Linked DNA regions of Mus musculus: region 2 is linked to region 1. Evidence: chromatin contacts called from public Hi-C data. All regions are on one chromosome and are shown on one strand. The core of a region is the stretch at or near the end of the contact, and the rest is flanking DNA. Distances in the headings are between cores, read along the strand shown. Region 1 has its middle 24 kb from the start of Gm46015. Region 2 holds the start of Cyp2b10 (cytochrome P450, family 2, subfamily b, polypeptide 10).

Region 1 (6,788 bases), core at 494-2,993:
TAGAAGTTGTCTTTGGACCTCTGCACATGCACCTATGGTGTACAGACTTCCCTTGCCAAATAAATGCAAAAAATTTTTTTTTCTGAATTTCTGAGAGACGACACCCACATGCATGAATGAATATGTACAACCTAATTTAGCTGCGTGGGATCTTGCCCCAAGGTCACCACTCCCTGAATTCAATTTAGTATCATTGAACACAGGATTTAGCTCCATTTCACTTCCCGATTCCTCTTTAATACTTGAACCATATATTTTATATTTCTACTTTCTAAGCTTGCTATACTTGTTCAAAATGCTCTTCATGAGACTTAACTAGAGAACAAAGTCTCTGCTGGGCTTTTTTTGAGACTTCCTTTGTCAATGCAATTAATATAAATCTCTTCACCTTAGCCTCAGGTAGACTCTTCAGACAAATGCAAAAAGCAGCCACATTCTTCACCAAAATACCACAAAACAGTCTTTATGCCACATACTGAAATTCCTCTCCACTGAAACCTCTTGGACCATGTCTGAACAGTTCAAATGACAAAGTCTTCCACATTCCTATTAGGATGACCCTTCAAGCCCCATTTAAAGTATTCCGTTGCCTTCCAAATCCAAAATCCCCAGATCCACATTCTTCTAAACAAAAGCATGGTCAGGCCAATCACAGCAACAACCCCGTCCCTGGTACCAAATTCTGAACATATACAAACCATCACAGGGCCATTCTCATCCAAACCACAACATCCACCCCTTTTAAGGGTGGGTAAAAATAAAAGCACTATAATAAACCCACAGCTCTCTGTAACTGAAAGGAAAATACCAGGTTTTGAATTATCTTTTTCCTTGGATGTATTATTATTATTTTTTGAGATAGCGTCTCAATGTATCTCATGCAGGCCTCTAATGTGATATGTAGTCTAGGATGCCCTTCGACTCCTGGTCCTTCTGCTTCCACCTCAAGGGTCCTGGGAGGACGGGTGTACATCACCACACCAAGCGTCTGGGTTTATCAATATTCTTCCCAGATGTCCATAGCTCACCACGGCAGGGATTTTTTTTCTGATCAGGTTTTGACCAAGTTCCAAGTACTAGGGTCATACTTTGTGCATTCGAGAGGCACAGTGAAAGTATTTGCTGAGTTAGTAAGTAGTGGATATTGAATATCTATGACCAGGAACCCTGGCATGGTCAATAGGCTAAGGAACAAAACCTTGAAGTCTGCCTTCTATAATTTAGAGCTGTTACGGGGCAATGTCTGCCCAGTTACACAGCCCTCTCAAACCCTCTTTCTTGCATATTGATGGACTGAGTGATTTCATCCTCAGCAAAAGGAGTGGTATATATCACTTCTGGGACAAAGTGATTTTATATCCGTGGTCACAACCAGGGGAGACCCATCAGATCATCCAAATGAAATTTAAATAAGAAATAAGCTTCAGTTTCTTTAAGCCTTGAAGCTTTGGGGTCTCTTGTTACCACAGTTAGCTTGAACTCAGGAGCTCTGCTAGCCTCATTCCACTCCCGTACCACCCATACTCTGCCTTGTCTTTTCGAATGCATTCTCCAAGCTGAAGTGATTTTCTCCAAAGCCCAAACCTGACTAGGATGCTGCTTTACTTAAATTCCTGATTCCTCAAGGCCATAGGTAACTCCTCGGCAGCGCATTCAAAGGCATGTTGTTGTGGATTTGGTCTCCCAAAACTGCAAGTCTGCATGTAAGACCCTGAGGGACCCTGCCCCCACTTGGTTTTGATTGGTGGATGGAGTTGCCGGCAGCCAATGGCTTGCCAGGGAGACAGAAGCGGGACTTTGGGATTCTTGGGCAAGGAACTGAGGAAGGAGCAGGAAGGGAGATGGATACCAAGCCAGGAAAGGAGTAGAGGCCACACCTGAGAGGTAGGAGACAGAGAGCATGGCTGTCCTATAGGTGCTGGAGAACTCAGCCAGAGAGGGCTGCAGGTCTAGGTCCGGGGCAGCCAAGATGGAATATAGGTTTTAATGAGTCAGGGATATCGGAGGGGAAACTGTGAAGTTTTGGAAGTGACCCAGACATTGAGCTGTTTAAGGCATATTAAAAAGCTGTGTGTGTGTGTGTGTGTGTGTGTGTGTGTGTGTGTGTGTGTGTGTGTGTGTGTGTGTCTGTCTGTCTTTCATTCGGGAACCCTGAACATTGGGGTGGGTAGCAAAGAGCACCTCTGCTGCCACCACCAGGACGATGTGAGTAGAGTTACTTGGTTACAGCAACAACATGTGGTCTTGTGGTCTTTTGTGCAGTAATGGAGATGAAACCTATGGCTTTATGTATTCTAGGCAAGTGGTCTAAATCTGGGCTGCACTACAGCCCCTCACTGGAAGATTATAGGCAGGGGCTCTACCGCTGAGCCACACCCCAGCCTCTCACTGGGAGATTCTAGGCAGCTGCTCTACCACTGAGCCATGTCCCAGCCCCTGGGGAATTCTCTAGCCCTCAGAGATTTTTCTAGGAACTTCTTTTGATTAAATTTCCATAATTTCCCTGATGAGCATTTTGGTTAAAAAAAAAAAAAAGTCAAGTGAAAACAAAACAAAACAAAACAAAACAAAGCTTTTCCTCTTTCATCTCTATCCAGCCATACAACATAGTCCTTCCTTCCTTCCTTCCTTCCTTCCTTCCTTCCTTCCTTCCTTCCTTCCTTCCTTCCTTCCTTCCTTCCTTCCTTCCTTCCTTCCTTCCCTCCCTCCCTCCCTCCCTCCCCCCTCCCTCCCTCCCTCCCTCCCTCCCCCTCCCTCCCTCCCTCCCTCCCTCCCACCCTTCTCTCTCTCTCTCTCTCTCTCTCTCTCTCTCTTTCAGACAGGATCTTTCTATGTAGCCCTGGGTATTCTGAAACTTTTATGTAGACCAAGCCGGTCTAGATGTGTACCACCATGCCTGGCTCTGGTCTTTGCTTTTGCTCCTTCTTTTCTTCTCCTTAATTTTTTTTTTTTTTTTTTTTTTTTTTTGAGATAGGGTTTTATTATGGAGCCTTGTCTAGCCTGGAATTCCAAATGCAGATCAAGATGGTCTGGAACTCACAGGGATCTGTTTGCCTCTGCCTTTTAAATGATAGGATCAGAGGTGTGTGTCACTAGTCCACATCCCTTCTTGGGTTCCTCCTTAACTCTCAAGGTAAGCAGCTGGACCAAGAAGAGGTCATCTTGAGGCTCTTAGTCCCACCTGGGTCTTCCTTGAGCAGTCCCTGAATCTCATCATGCTCTTTAAATATTCATTTATTTTTGTCTTATATGTATGAATCTGTGTATTTGCCTGAATCTTTGTGGACCACATGCATGCCTGTTTCCTGCAAAGGTCAGAAGAGGGTGGTAGATCCCCTGGAACTGGAGTTACAGCTGGTTGTGAGCTCTGTGTGGGTGCTGGCAGCCCAACCCAGGTCCATGGAACAGGTTCTCTTAACCACTGAGCCATCTCTCTAGCCCAGCCCCCATTCCTGCCCTTTAATGCCAGGGACCGAGGAAAGCAAGGAAAGTCCCTCACTACAAAAAAAAAAACAGACAACAGACATCCTTGTGCACAGAGTGCAGTCCTAGGTTATAAATAAGGAAACAGGAGCAGAGAGTTTAGGATGCTTGTCCAAGGTCCCACAGTTCATCAACAGTTGGTCTAGCTTGTAGGTTGAGGCCCTTTTGGGGTCTAACCAATGCAATAAACCAATCCAAGATCAATTAAAACTAAAAAAGAGGGTGCTGGAAAGATGGCTCATGGGGTTGGAGCTATGGCTCAGTGGTTAAGAGCACTGAATGCTCTCTAGAAGACCTGGGTTCAACTACGAGCACCCATATGGCAGCTCACAATTGTCTGTAACTCTAAGATCTGATGCCCTCACCCTGACATACTTGCAGGCAAAACAACAATGCACATTAAAAAAAGGTAAAAAAAAAAATAGCTTTTTTGGAGGGCAGTTACTGGGTGGGGTTACCAGTTCCAAGGAATGATGCCATGGAAATTGTCATGCAGATGGTGGTGGTTGGGACTCAAAGTGTAAGGATCAGAAAAACCACTGAAGGAAGACCCCAGACTCAGATAGTATGTAAAGACAAAGAGTGTTTATTCTCCAGAAACATCCAACATGCAGGGGTCAGCCATTCTCCAAAATGGTGACCTCAGACAAAGGCTCACAGCCCTTCTCATAGGGAACTGGTTGAACTTTCTAGAAGGATTAGGTAATCTGAAATTTCATTGGTGGGTGCTGGGGTGGGGGTCATAGGAGGTCAGTAGTCTGCATTCTTCTGTCGTGAATGTTTAACCATAGGATGAGATAGGGCTGCCCAGCACAGATGGCCCGTTCTGAGATAGATATTTCCATTTTTGTGGTTATCCCCAGGCTGTTCCTTGGGAAGGGGCTTTAAGATCTTGTTCTAGATTTTATGGTCTACTCCTAGTTTCTGGGATTTATCTTCTGTCTGTTCTTGGAGCTGGTGCCGTCTGGCCTTTCTTTGAACTCAGGCCTGGTCCTGTAGACAAATGGAGTTTATGTTGTCCTTTCAGCAGGAAGAGAGAAGTGTAGGGGTTGGGTGGTGGTGGCGGCGATGCCGAAATGTCCAGAGGGAAGAGCCTCTGGAGAAAGGGAAGCCCAGAAGCTGGACTGGAAAGTTCAGGGCTGTAGCCGCCTGCAGCCATGGTTATAGGGTTCCTGAAAGGTAAAGCTGGGGATTGATGGGAAGGACAGCGAGAGAAATAACCAGCCAAGACAACGTTCTCTGATTCAGGCTCAATCTTTAATGATTTTATATGGCACTGAATTTATATGGGAAACCCCAAGGACCCATCCCTTTGTTTCAGCTGGGTTCTGCTTGTTTCAGCTGGATTGAGTTGACTTCAGCATCTCAGTGTGAGAAGCAGTTCTCAGTTCTCTGGAAGGAAGATGTAAATGTAGCAGAGCCAGATGCCTGGCTCCAGTGTCCGGAGACTTGTTCAGCCAGGTCAAGGCTGGGGTGGGGGGCACACAGGGCAGAGGGTGGGATATGCCAGCCACACCTTGTAGCAGGTAGGGACTGAGGAATACTGGGAGAAAATGGGGGTCATGTCTGCTTTGGTGTTAAATAGGCACCTCAGCTGCTTGTCCTAGGTTTGAACCGAAGGTCCCTTTCACAGTGATCCCCTAAGACCATCAAAAAGCACACATATTTTCATAATGATTCATAACAGTAGCAAAATTACAGTTATGCAGTAGCAATGAAATAATTTTACAGTTGGGGGGAGGGTCACCACAACTCGAGGAACTGTGTTAAAGGGTTGCAGCATTAGGAAGGTTGAGAATCACTGCTCCAGAGGCTCCAGGTTTGGTTCTCAGTACCCATGTGGTGGTTGACAATTGTCCTTAATTGCAGTTTCTAGGGATCTGATAACCCTTTCTGTCCTCTCAGGTCACCAGACTCTCTTGTGGTACACATATATACATGTAGGCAAAAACTCATACACATAAAATAAACACAACTTTAAAATTATATTTTATTTATTAATTGTAGAGCATGTGTTGAGGTGAGAGGATAATTAGTGGGAATCAGTTCTCTTCTTGTACTAAACGGGTCTTGGGAATCAAATGTAGGTCATCAGGCTTGGCAGCAAGCACCCAGTGAGCCATTTTGCTAGGCTCAAGTCCAACCCTTTGACGTTGCAAAATGATGCTGTTTTGTATAAAGTTCACACTCCAAGACAACACTATCAAGTTGCAAAAGTTATTTATTTCATTATTTAAAAAGTTTCATCTGTATGTATATGCATACACAATATAATATTCTTTATTTCTTAGCTTTTTCTCCGTACCACTGAATTCCTTCTTCCTCCCAAGTCTGCCCACCTTTTTTTTTTTAAAGATGTTACAGAAGAGTTTATTAAATAATATTTTTTTCTAGCAAAAATCCACCAAAATTCCGACTCTATCACCCTCAGTTAGTTCTGGCCTAGAAAGATAATGTCTGTATATTTTATTATTGCTCTTACAGACAGCAGTTATCTCAAGGAGATTGCCTTAATCTGAGCTTTTCAGACATTTTTGAGGTGGATGGTATTTAATTTTACACATATATTCAGGGAGAAATGAAGTAGCTTAAAAGTGAGAAACACTCTGAGAGTTTCCTCTTGCTGGATTAAAAATGTAGGTACTTAATATTTGCTTTATTAGATCCTGGAAAACAAACAAACAAACAAACAAACAAACAAACAAACAACTAAAACATGATCATCCAAAGATTCGTGTTCAGTAATACAGTATCATTTTGGAAATTAATTCCTCTTAGCTGGAACTTCAGCTTTATTGTACTAACCTGGGTGAATGACATCATCTTAGATCATGAATGTCATCTGTAGCCAGGCTCACATCCCTAAGATATCCCAAGACCTGAGAAAAGAGCACTCTGCCCACCTTTTATCTTTTTGTTTTATGGGTTACTGTGTGAGGGGGGGTGGGGGGGTTATTAGCCTGTGGGCCAGGGTTGGACACAGGGGCAGATCCTGAGATGCACTGAGTGAGAGGATGGGGTGGGATGTGGTGGGATGGGGTGAGTAGGTGGGGGTGGCAATCTGGGGCCTATCAGCTGCGGATTGACTGGAGGAGGTAGACGTTATCAGAGTTTCCGAATCCCTTAGGCACTTTCAGCCTGAGGAGTCTACAAAAACAAAGCAGAGTAGAGGCCGGCTGCAAGCCGCCAAGACTGCTTCCTCCTCTACACTCCTGCTGTGTTTTTGTAAATCACAGCTTGCACAGGGGCCTTACAGGAGCCAGGTCCTTCTCCTCCTATGGTTCCCAAGAATTCCTGAGAGTGTC
Region 2 (7,046 bases), core at 3,516-6,015, 38 kb after region 1:
AGATAAAAATAAACCATCTTATGTTGGAAGCTGTGGTGTGTTACAGCGTGTCCCACAGTTTACCTCTCTACTCACACATCTTTACTTGCAGTGAGTCCTTGCAATGAGTCACTGGTCTGTTTCAAGGCCTCTGGCTTCTGCTACTCTATCAATACTGGGTCCTCACTGTTGTTGTCCTGTGTCATGGAGATCCTACAGCTTTGGTTCTGCAGTATCTGCCCCCTTCTCATGCTCCAGCACTCATAGGTGGGGTAGATGTTGGGGTGGGTCAACTCAAAGCCCTGGATCTGGGCCTGGGTGGTAGTGAGCCGGTCAGCCACCAGCTCTCCTGTGCCAGTGAAACGAGCGCCATTTCTCCTGCTTTGCCCAGGCAAGGGGCAGGTCAGTTTTGCCTGCAAAGGCCTGCAAAGGACAAGACCAGCTGCACTCACACCATCTGGGTCAGCTCTCCCAGATCCAGGCCACCAGGGCCAGCTCTCCAGCATTGCCTCAGCAAGGGGCAGGGTCAGATTACCCAAACTCCACAGCTGGTGAGGGACAGGGCAAACTCTCTTGCTCTAATATCCTCAGGGCTGGTTCTCCTGAGCCCACGCTACCACGGCCAGCTGAAATGGGATGCCCAGGCAAGGCATGGGGCTAGCTCTTCTACACCACCCTGGTGAGGGGTGGGTTCAGTTTTTCCACTTCACTAGGGGCCGTTTTTTTTTTTTTTTTTTTTTTTTTTTTTTTTTGAGACAGAGTCTTACTACATAGCCTTGACTAGATGGAACTCACTATGTAGACCAGGCTAGCCTGCATTTTGCAGAGATTCACCAGCCCCTGCCTCCTGAATGCTAGTATTAAAGGCATTTGTTCCACCACAGGGTCACACACGTTTATGTGTTTAGTTGGCGCTATGATTTTTTCTCTAAAGCTGCCATCATGAACTCTGGCATCAAATCTATTAAACTGAAGTTCTGCTGTGGGTCCTTTGTTTCTGCACTTAAAAATGGGAGATCCTAAAGTAAAGGCAAGTTGTATATACATAGTTTACATAACCATTTTCTCTGTGGCCAATCTGTGTACACTTTTAAATGCTTATTTAATTTTTTTCTCTTTAAAGTTTCTCTCTCCCTCCCTCCCCCTCTCTCTGTGCTTGTGTGTGGTATATCTGCTTATGTTTCTGTGGAGAGGCTAGATAGTAATGTTACTACCTTCCTCAGTTGTTTTCCAATTAATCAATTAATTAAGTTAATTTGAGACAGAGTCTTTCGCTTCACCTGAAGCTCATCAATTCAGCTGGCTGGCTGAGTGGCCAATGAGATCCAGGTATCTATCTCCTTCTGTCTATTCCACCCTTCAAATGCTGGGCTTGCAGATATATGCTCTGTATCCATGCCTAGCTTTTATGTGGATGCTGGGGACCCCAACTCAGCTTCTTGTGCTTCTGAGGCAGGTACGTTTCTGGCTGAGCTATTTCTCCAGGTCCTCATGAACTTTTCTGTAACTTCTTAAGAATATAAAATAATGGATTTCATTATGAAGTTTTCATACATATCACACGTTACTCCTCTACTACCTTGTCTCTCTCTGTAATGGGAATTGAGCCGATGGTCTCATTTATGCAAGACTAGTGTTATGCCACAGAGCCCCAAGTCCTTCACTGTTGTCAGATGTGTCTAGGTGTGGTAGTTTGAATGAGGATGGCCCATAGACCCATATGTTTGAATGCTTGGCCCCCAGTTTCTGGAACTGTTGGTGAAAGATTAGGAAATGTGGCCTTTGGAGAGGTGTGTCATTAGGAATGGACTTTGAGGTTTCAAAATGGTTTCAATAACCATTTTCAGTTATTGGTTCTCTCTGTCTCTCTGTGTCTGTGTCTGTGTCTGTCTGTCTGTCTGTCTGTCTCTCTCTCTCTCTCTCTCATGCTTGTAGATAAAGATGTAAGCTCTCAACTACCGAGCTCTTGACACTTGAGCAGTGTCATGCGTGTCTGCTGCCGTGCTCCTTGCCATGATGGTTATGGACTCTAACTCTCTTGAATTACAAGGAAGTCCAAACAAACTCTTTCTTCTATAAGTTGTCTTTGTCATGGTGTCTCTTCACAGAACCAGAAAATAAACTAAGATACCAGGAGAATGGTCTACCTTAAGGGTATACAACCAACTCTTAAAGTTTTAATTTTGAGATAGGGTCTCCCTAAGTTACCCAGGCAAGGACAGCCTTCCCAACGTGGAGATGAAAATCATGGGCTGCTCTGCCCATCCTTGGACCTCTCCTTAACAACACTTCATTTCTCTTTAATGGAGAGAGGTGGAGGGAGAGGAAGCAGCACCCCTTTTGTGATGTTCAGCTAATGCCTGTCTGGATCAGGACACAATCTTGAAGAGGTGCACTCCAGTGACTTAGGAGGAAGGTCAGAAAAACATGGTGATTTCGGGCACAGAATCTGTACTTTCCTGACCTTGGCACAGTGCCACCATCAACTTGCCTGACACCAGGACCTTGCTCCTGCCAAGCTGGTTGATCTGGCACTGAACTTGGGTCAGTATTCCAGCCCAGGATTCCCAGTGGGAGCCATGAAGTGTGTTCTATGCAGTAACTGGCACAATACTTACATTTTGGAGAGGTGTATATTGCCTCCACTTTTTAATAGACAGAAGTACAGAGAGATTAAGAGTCTTGTCTAAGACCACACAGTGGATTAGAACTACATTGTCCACATGATAGCTGCTTTCCAAATGTGGCCATCAAGAGCTTGGCATGTTCTAAATGTGATAGCACACATCTGTGGTCCCAGTAGTGGGGAGGCCAGAAGAGAACATTATGAGTTCAAAGTCAGCCTGGGATATGTAGGGGGACCTTGTCTAAGACCAAAGAATGAAGAGTTCAACCAATGGGCTTAAAATGTGTGGTGGTTTGAACTTATTTACTTCAGAAGTTGAAGCAAGTCGACCACAACCAGTTTGAGCTATAAAGATGTAGCTAAAACAGATAGCTGGATATGGTAGTACAAACCTGAAATCCTGACACCTGGGATGTAGAGGCAGAAGGACCAGGAACCTAGGATGGACAGTGAGACTCTTTCTCCCAAATTCCTGCTACCAAGCAACTGAGGAGAAGGATTTATTTCCTCTCAGTTTCATTGCAGGGGAGGTATGGCATTTGGGGCTTGGTCTAGATGTTGGAGCTTGTGGTTGTTCTTATGTACAAGAGATGGAAGAAGGAGGAGGAAGGAGAGAGGGAGGAAGAAGGGGAGAGAGAGAGAGAGAGAGAGGGAGAGAGAGAGAGAGAGAGAGAGAGAGAGGGAGAGAGAGAGAGAGATTGATTCAGTAAAGTTATAATTCATTAGGTTACCTCCAGCAACCTACTTCTTTCTTGCAAGCTTTAGCCCTAAGTGTCCTGCCACCTCCCCAAATAATATCAGTTAGGTATAGTGTTGAAACATGAACTTCTGAGACAGATTTTTGCATTCGAAATAGAACATGTTCTGAGCGGATCAATGTTACCCCTGTACTGGTGGGCTAATTAAGAACTTTCTATTTCCCTCTTAGCTTTTTATTTCCTTTTAGCAAGAGGGAAGGTCAGAGAACTTCCTGTGCTGTGAAAACAACAAGGAGGATGAGTGGAACCATTTGTCCTTAGACACAGTGGTCAGAGACAATCTGAGTTAGGGTCTCTATTTCTGTGATAAAACTTCTACAGGCAACTTGGGGAGGAAAGGATATATTTTGCTTGCAATTTATAGTTTATCATCCAAGGAAGTCGGGGCAGGAACACAAGGCAGGAAGCTGGAGGCAATGCAGAGGCCATGGAGGGATGCTGCTTACTCATCATGGCTTGCTCAGCCTGGTTTCTTATAGAACCCAGGATCACCAGTCCAGGGATGAAATTTCCCACGGTGACTTAGGCCCTCCAACATCCAATCGCTGATTAAGAAAACACTCTAAAGGCTTGCCTTCAGTGTGATTTTATGGATATATTCTCTCAATTGAAGTTCCCTCATCTCAAATGACTACAGCATGTGTCATGTTGACACAAAAGCTAGCCAGTCCAGAAACCCAGGAGCTCCATCTGCTCTGCCAGGTTTCGCCTCTGTCCACCTGACTTCTGAGCCTCACTACTCTCTTGCCTCTCCTTTTTTCTCCTCCCTTTTCTCCCATCTATGGCTATCATGGGCCAGAGAGTGAAATGGGGGCTCTGGAGAAATTATATCTGCAGACCTTAAAAAAACCTGGATCAGGGAATGAACAGGCAGAGACAAACAAAAGATCATGGGACACTACTCTTGTCAAGCCAAATGTAATCACGTTTACCCAGGACATAAAGAACATACAGAGAGGCCTCCATAATTTAAGATTAGACATGTAAATACACCCCAGACATGTAAGAATAGATTAGGTAGCACATCTAGACTCAGACACAGAAATACACATCCGTACATTCATCTCAGAAATGACCTTTCAGGTATTAAAAGCGTACAGCACACCCGCAGTCTCTTGTCCCAGTAAGTGAACAGACAAAACTGAGCTGACAAGGGCACACCCACCTCCATAAAACAAGAAGCATCACTCCCAGTGCCCTTTTGTCCTATGTATCTGTTTCATGGTGTCCTTGCCAACATCTACAGTGAGGGTAAGGGAATGAGGAGTGAGCAGCCAAAGCAGGGAGTTGCTATGGCTCCTCACGCTCTGGACAATGAGAGACAGGAGGCGGGAACAGCTGAAGTTGCATAACTGAGTGGAGAGGCGGGGCCAGCATAAAAGATCCTGCTGGAGCGTGGAGTGAAGTCAACATTGGTTAGACCAGGACCATGGAGCCCAGTGTCCTGCTCCTCCTTGCTCTCCTTGTGGGCTTCTTGTTACTCTTAGCCAGGGGACACCCAAAGTCCCGTGGCAACTTCCCACCAGGACCCCGTCCCCTGCCCCTCTTGGGGAACCTCTTGCAGATGGACAGAGGAGGCCTCCTCAAGTCTTTTATTCAGGTGAGAACAATATGAGGTCTTAGTGTGGGTTTCCCCCTGCTTTTGTTTTCGGAGGTCACTCATCAGGAAGAGCAAGAGACTCCTTCCACGGTGTAGGTTCAGGTGGGAAGGTTGCTGAGGGGAGGGTGAGATGCTGATTTGTGGTGGATGGTACTCAGATAGACAGGCAAATCTTGCTACGTTGGAGTTGTGTGGGGGCACTTGTGCTTGGGCTTCGAGAGGCGTAGAGGCGTTGAGGTGTGAGCGTGCAGAATTTCACTCCTTGGAGCTTGTCTGTTCCAGAAGAGAAAGAAAAATATCAGAGGCATCAACATGAAGGCTTGCTTCTGCCAGCAAGAGATTAGCCTGAGGTGTTCTAGGACAAAGGGGAAGAGAGGCAGAACAGGAGGAGGGGTGGGTAGGAGTGTTATCAGTTTATTCCAGCCCCTGGCTTGGCACTGACCTATCAGTGTCTATATTGGTGCTTCACACACAGTGTTTCATGTTTAATTACCACTTGCTTACAGCATCTGTAATCAGCATCCGTGATCCTGCCTTTCATGAGAGAGCTGAGGTAGTGACTATAAGTCCCATCCCTCTGTTCTTCGCCGTAGCTGTGGAGATCACACTTTTGAACCTTGTATTTGTTACCACCTGGCTTTTAAAAGATCCCTCCCCTTCCCAGCACTAGTGGCAAATCCAGTTATATTAACTTATTTTTTGAGATGGGGTCTGTCCCTGTTTTTATTTTTTTTTTATTTTTTATTTTTTTGGTTTTTCAAGACAGGGTTTCTCTGTATAGCCCTGGCTATCCTGGAACTCACTCTGTAGACCAGGCTGGCCTCGAACTCAGAAATCCACCTGCCTCTGCCTCCCGAGTGCTGGGATTAAAGGCATGGGCCACCACGCCCGGCTCCTGTTTTTATTTTTTAGGTTGGTTCCCAACTCATGATTCTCCTACCTTAGCCTCTGGAATGATAAGTGTGTCGCCACACACTGCCACACATGTTTTAAACACATGCCTCCCATGTGTGAGGAAAGGTCAAGCCAACATCCTACCTGATTTATTTTAAGAAATCCATTGACAATTCAATGTACACATATGCTGGACCTTTGTCATCTGTGACCCCTCCTTTCCCTCTTTCTCTCACAGAAACCCTTCTTTTGGCCAACATGCCTCTTCCTACCTTGATGCCCCTTTTATGTTTTTACCCACTGAGTTTAGTTAGGGTCGTTCAGGGTGGGTTGATGTGTGGTTTATTTCTTGGAGATAACTTAGTATGAAGCAAAAGGATGGATGCCTTCTGGGCTCTAGGTTCAGGTGGGAGGGTTGGTGAGTAAAAGATGAGATGCTGACAACTTCATGACCATGGGCGGGAACTATTTACTGAAACATGAAGTTAGGAGTAACCATACCATGAAAGTAATTGACTCCCTTCCACAGCCAGCGCCACCACTGCCCACAGACCCACAGGGAGCGGTGGTAGCATCCAAAATGGTGCATCTTTCCCCTGTAGTGAAGGTGATATTTTTCCCTAATTAATTAATTAATTAACTAATTAACTTAGTCGGGGGACACCCAAAGTCCCATGCCAACTTCCCAGTAATTAATCAATCAATCAACAAATTAACAAATTTGTTAATTAATTAGTTAATTTGGGTGTCGTTCACCCCTCCCTTTCTTCTTTGAGAGGTTGGAGGCTCCCTGGGTATCCCCACCACAACACATCAAGTCTATGCGGGGTTAGGCACACCACCCTCTTCCACTGCAGCCAGATAAGGCAGTCCAGCTAGAAGAACATATTCCACAGGCAGGCAGCAGCTTCTTCTTCTTCTTCTTCTTCTTCTTCTTCTTCTTCTTCTTCTTCTTCTTCTTCTTCTCCTTCTCCTTCTCCTTCTCCTTCTCCTTCTCCTTCTCCTTCTCCTTCTCCTTCTCCTTCTCCTTCTCCTTCTCCTTCTCCTTCTCCTTCTCCTTCTCCTTCTCCTTCTCCTTCTCCTTCTCCTTCTCCTTCTCCTTCTCCTTCTCCTTCTCCTTCTCCTTCTCCTTCTCCTTCTCCTTCTCCTTCTCCTTCTCCTTCTTCTTCTTCTTCTTCTTCTTCTTCTT

What was found. Hi-C and Micro-C count contacts between places; a contact is called where the count stands out from the background.
Region 2: a Hi-C map of embryonic stem cells shows a contact between it and region 1, with 3 times the contacts expected there. The contact joins the promoter of Cyp2b10 here to the enhancer-like site in region 1. A contact is called at or near these places in 17 of 39 promoter capture datasets (the 3T3-L1 cell line, 3T3-L1-derived adipocytes, the HPC-7 cell line and 8 more), 6 of 15 datasets of contacts at CTCF or cohesin (embryonic stem cells, liver and stem cell-derived epiblast-like cells), 122 of 484 Hi-C or Micro-C datasets (8-cell embryo, the AML12 cell line, the AtT-20 cell line and 46 more), 17 of 115 datasets of contacts at active chromatin or transcription factors (acute myeloid leukemia, differentiating embryonic stem cells, embryonic stem cells and 7 more) and 4 of 9 other capture datasets (adipose tissue, embryonic stem cells, embryonic trunk and 1 more).

The regions. Positions count from the first base shown.
Region 1 is chr7:25,858,343-25,865,130 of GRCm38.p6, forward strand. No RefSeq gene overlaps it. Among named protein-coding and RNA genes, the nearest start is that of Gm46015, 24 kb to the left of the region's middle. Within about 2 kb of position 1,744, at least 21 of the 459 cell types and tissues checked have an H3K27ac peak or open chromatin away from gene starts, as enhancers often do. A contact at or near this core is called in differentiating embryonic stem cells, embryonic stem cells and extraembryonic ectoderm, where this site is marked.
Region 2 is chr7:25,892,893-25,899,938 of GRCm38.p6, forward strand. Cyp2b10 (cytochrome P450, family 2, subfamily b, polypeptide 10) reads left to right here and starts at 4,766. Exons shown (of 9, transcript NM_009999.4): 1 at 4,766-4,963. The coding sequence starts at 4,793.